2 separate regions of the Gossypium hirsutum genome follow, and region 1 is linked to region 2. The links are chromatin contacts, called in public Hi-C maps. All regions are on one chromosome and are shown on one strand. The core of a region is the stretch at or near the end of the contact, and the rest is flanking DNA. Distances in the headings are between cores, read along the strand shown.

Region 1 (2,700 bases), core at 120-2,619, 610 kb after region 2:
AAAAACATTATGTACTATAGCTAACACCCTGATTTAACACTAGTTTCTTCCCAAGTTCAAAATTTTCAAAATGAGAAGTGAGTTTAAAGTAATAGAATGATGAGAATCAAACAAATACAAATGGAGCTATCTTTTTGCAATTATCTGAACAAAAAATTATTTAACTAATGCTGGTTCATACTTTAATCTAATAGGCTCCAGATTAAACTAAATGGTGGATTTATAGCATAAAACATGATAAAGTGGTAACAAAAATAACAGGAAAACGCACCTGTTTAGCCATGCTACATGCCTTGTCTGACTGATTGAGAATCTCATAGTAGAACACCGAGAAATTCAGCGCAAGCCCCAATCTGATAGGGTGCGTCGGTGCTAGATCCTCCAGTGCAATATCCTTCATTCAGTTCAACACAAAAATCTAAAGAATCAACTTTGGAAGAAGAAAATATGAAAGAGGTTTCACAATCGAAGCCCCAACCGTAAAGTCATATTCCCCCAAGTCAACATCCAAAATTGTACTGTAAAATTCAACTATTCAGTCAAAGCTTGAGCTAGAGTTAAAATGTTACCTGAGCAGCCTTGTAAGACAACATAGTATCCTCAGCAGCAGCTTTCCTCTCATCACCAACCTTAAACTCCGCTAAATAGCGATGATAATCTCCTTTCATCTTCAAATAGAAAACCTTGGACTCACTAGCAGTAGCAGAGAGGATCAGATTCGACTCCAATAAAGTCAAGATACTAGCGCAAACTTCCGACAACTCGGATTCAATCTTGGATCTGTACTCCTTAACCAGCACAACATGTTCCTCGTTCTTTCGACCTTCTTCTTTCTGCTCGATGGAAGAAACGATTCTCCACGCGGCACGTAGAGATCCGATGACGTTTTTGTAGGCGACGGAGAGAAGGTTCCTTTCCTCGACGGTTAATTCAGCGGCTGGGGTTGAGCCGAGGACCAGCTTTTGCATGAACTGAAGCATCTCCTCATAGCGCTCAGCTTGCTCGGATAGCTTCGCTAAGTAAACGTACTGATCGCGGCTCAGGTTGCCGGTGACCGTCGTCGCCATTTGCCGTAATGGTGGGTTTCGAGGGAGAGAACGTTTTTCAGTTTTTTTTTTTTTTTGCCTTCGCTTTCGGGAGGGACGCTGAAGGCCTGAAGATTTAGAGGGGTTTTTTTTTTTTTTTAACGCAAGGTTGAGGAGGGTATAATGGTAACTAAAAATGAGAATAGAATTGGTTGTTGGTTTTTTGTTTTTCTTAATTTTATTTAATTAAGATAGACTTATTATTGAATTTTTGAGCGAAGAAAAGTATGGTTTTGTTGGGGAATCTGGATTTGAAAACTAATGATTCAGGATTTAAAATGGAATTGGGCGGTTTTGGAGATAAGATTTGCCTGTAATAAGTGGGACCTAATCCAGCTCGAAACGGTGTCGTTTGAGCATGACTGATAACGTTTTCAACGCGAGTATCAAATCAAACTCTATCAAAGGCTTCGTCGTTTATAGTTCTCTCCAGCTGGCCTTTGTTTTTTTAAATTGTATTCCTTTTGGCGGCTTTCCTTGTGTTGCAGCAGGCCAGCCAACCAAAATAAAAGTTTTAAAGCTCTAACTTTTCCTCTGCTATAATATAATACACCAACTTTTTAAAAATATTTATTATTCAAAAATTCCTATCTATGGAATGAATTATGCTAAAATATGGATACGGCTTAAAACGCTTCCAATGGGCTGGATGAAGTTGGAACTGCATCTTAATGCAGACCACTTTGTATAACAACAACGCTAAACTACTTAGTTGGTGACATAATTTTTAGAGTATTTTTATTTTAATCACTTAAAATAAAATTTTTACAATTTGATCATCTAATTTTTAGGATGCTTTCATTTTAATTATCTAAATATTTAATCTCTAATGACTGTTAATTATACACATTACATTATGTTTACACTTTTATTTTGGTCACCTAAAAGATATCTTTTTTAAATATTGATTAGGGTAAAAAATTAAAGATTAAAGTGAAAAGAGGTAGAAACTAAAATAATACACAAAATTTGTCAATTTGTAATTGTTTATTCTATTGTTGAAAATTCTATTTTTTAATATCAAAATTTAAATTTCAAAACATCAAAATAAATTGAATAAACTATTGAAACAATTTTATCCATTGATAATGTCAATCGATTTGTATTATAATATTAAAATTAATTAATTTATTCTCCTTTTAAATTTTAAAATTAACAAAATCAACAAATAACTTATATATAATAATTGTCTATGAAGCTTAAATTTATTTTGATTGTATAATTTGGATTCTTCCATGCTAAGCTAAAAGTAAAGAAAAATATCCTTGAAATTAATTAAATTAATTGTTTGTTCTATGCTTGGGTAAATAAGTGATGAAAAATTATGACTATTGCTTGGCATGGTAGATAAAATTAATTTATTTATTTAATTGTAAGGATTTTTCTTTACTTCTAGATTAACATAGAAAATTCAAGATTATATAGTTAAAATAAATTTGAGTTTCGTAAACAACTATTAAAGACAATAAGTTTCATTGATACTTTTGTAAAATAATTTTAAAACATCAAAATAAATTAATAACTTGTTGAAATTTCTTTATTTATTAATAATGTAAATTGATTTGTTACTATAATTTTGAATCTTAATATTTAAAAATTTATATTTCAAAAAAAA
Region 2 (2,700 bases), core at 79-2,578:
CTTGCCTGTTAAAATCTCCCATGGAAGATTTAGATATGAGAAAATTGTATTATGCAATAGAATAGAGTACAATACACTCTTTCACTATGCTTTTTTGGACTATGGGTATTTTAGAATATTTACCTCATCTTCACTAAATCTACCAGCACTGCAGATGCGCTCAAAGAGCTCTCCACCTGCAGCATACTCCATGACTATGGCTAGATGTGTAGGTGTAAGAAGAACCTGCAAGAGCAATGTATCAAAAAGAAAGTTAACCCAAAAATAAGTCAGGATAAAACACAGAGCCCTAACCTATCTTCATTAAACATAATGGAGCAAAGCTAAGCCAAACAAGAACAAGACAAAAAAGGATCATAGATTATAAAAGAGTACCAACCTCTTTGAATCTAACAATATTGGGATGTTTTAATGATCTATGATTCATGATTTCCCTTTGCACATGTTCATCAATCAGCAACAAAAAAAAAACCCCTTTAAGCAACAAACCCATATAAAAAAAAAGGATAATGATAGATAATCGGATTGGAACAAGAAAAGAAAAAGTTGGAAAAAAAGATTTAATAAGATGTAAGAAACAAGGTATAGATAAGACAAGACCTTGTGGCCTCTCTCAATGAACTTAATAGAAAAGAGTTCTTTTGTCCATCTATCTCTAACAAGCTTGGCCACACAAAAATTCCCAGATCCTATATCTTTCACAATCTCATAACGCTCCATAGTTTTTCTTTTTTGTCAAAAGTACTCCCACTGCAAGTCTTTGATGTCTTCTTCTCTTTATTATGTCTCTGGAAAAACAACAGTGTAAAAAAAAAAAAAAGGAAGCACAAGAAGTCCAGCACTTAGGTGTGCTTTTTATTCAAAGTTAGTTGCGACTGAGAAGTGACAACCATCATCGTCTAAAATCTGGAAGCCTCATTTCTTTCACTGCAAAGGGAACACGTGTACAGAATGATGGAGCTTCCATTCATTGGAACATAAATGTTAAAAGAAAAAAGACAAGTGCACTAGGGAATCACAAAGCTTTAGAAACTAAAATGAGGTATGGAATTTACAGTTCTGATAAATAAGGACAATAAAGACCAAGGAAGGTGGTGTGGGTATGGGCTGAAAATCGCTTTGGTGGTTTTACAGCACAAGTATTAGGTCAAATCATGGAAGATATATTCATTCAAGGAGTGGGTATTTCATGACATCAGATGAATGAATAATCAGTCATGTTCTTATTTTCTTTGGGTTTATCTTGTAAGGTATTTTGAAATTATAGAAAAAAAAAGTAGTACTATTATTTTATTTGATATGATTGGAGGGGAATCGGATGAAAAATATAGCCTCAAATTTGTTTATTTGCTCAATGATTGTAGGATGGAGTTGAAATTGCCATCAGATTTGACATGCCTTTTCACCAAACTAAGAATACCATATTGAGGGTTAAAATTCTTTGAAGACCGAAACAGTTTTTTTTTTCATTATTGTTAATTGTTTTAGTAGAAGAATTTTGAAGAAAATACAATATGCACCTGAAAAAATTGATATTAAATGAATTATTAAAATAAAATATATTAGTGAATTGATATTTAGTTAAATTGCTATCCGCATGGTTGTACATGGATTTGGGCACACTTAAATATGTTTTATTTTTTTATTTAAGGGTTAAAAAATGATTATGAGTAATTTTAAATATTGTATTAAAAATATTAGTATTAATCTTGACACACATGTTGCCTTGGGTTAATTAGTTTTTAAGTCAAATTATAAAGTAAATATGTGAAGGTTAAAATATACTTCAAGTCCAAATCCTCTTTGTATATTTGAAATTTAGTCCTTATTTATTCTTTAAAATGTAATCTCTCTACACTTTAGATTAAAAAAAAAAAGACAATCAAGTATAGTTGATAGCACTATTACTTTTTTATTATTAAAATTGTTAATGTAACATTTTGAAATTAATAAAAAAATAATTTGTAAAGACCTAAATGTAAAAAAGAATTTTAACGGCGTTAACAATTAAAAACTCACTTTACAATTTTAATCAGAATAAAGTATTTAGACTAACCAATGATATTGTAAAACTTGAGGTACCAAATTATGTTAAAAATTAGATCTGAAAATTGAGTGTACTATAGGGACCAAAACTAAAATTTGACCAATATTATATAATCTAAAAAACAAAAGATTGGTACACATGCCACATAAGGAATGCCCATGACATTCTTTTTATATATAGTAGTTTAGATTAAAGAAATCCCAAATGTGAGCATAGTAGAGAGATCAAGATAACAATTTAACTGCTTTCTTACAATGATCATGTAGACAAGACTTTAGAGTATATTGGATTTTGTCATGCCCGCTGTGTGGGTGAAAATTTTATATTAAAATATGTTCTTTTAAAATTTGTTCAATAATGTGTAACACCCTGAAAATTTCTATAGTAAGATATTATCCTTAATATAATAAAATAAGGAAAAAAAGTGACAAGAAGAGGAAAATTGAGTTATGTCACTGGGAAGTATATTATGACATATTGATTTAAGAAAGGACTAAATTGTAAAAGTGAAAAAAGTTTTGTGGCCCAAGAGTAAATACTCAAAATTTGAGGGATTAAAGTATAAATATGAAAAGTTGAAGGACTAATAGTGCAAATATTTTAAGGGTGGAATGATCTAGAAACCAAGGAAAATTGATGAATAAGGACCAAAT

The links. Hi-C and Micro-C count contacts between places; a contact is called where the count stands out from the background.
Region 1: a contact with region 2 is called in a Hi-C map of leaf, with 2.0 times the contacts expected there. The contact joins the promoter of LOC107951138 here to the promoter of LOC121203086 in region 2. A contact is called at or near these places in 2 of 34 Hi-C or Micro-C datasets (leaf and seedling).

Annotation. Positions count from the first base shown.
Region 1 is chrA02:17,182,947-17,185,646 of Gossypium_hirsutum_v2.1, forward strand. It overlaps LOC107951138 (14-3-3-like protein B), which reads right to left and starts at 1,370. Exons shown (of 4, transcript XM_016886073.2): 1 at 570-1,370; 2 at 272-394. The coding sequence starts at 1,067.
Region 2 is chrA02:16,569,137-16,571,836 of Gossypium_hirsutum_v2.1, forward strand. It overlaps LOC121203086 (serine/threonine-protein kinase SAPK1), which reads right to left and starts at 1,329. Exons shown (of 8, transcript XM_041085512.1): 1 at 380-1,329; 2 at 124-225. The coding sequence starts at 493.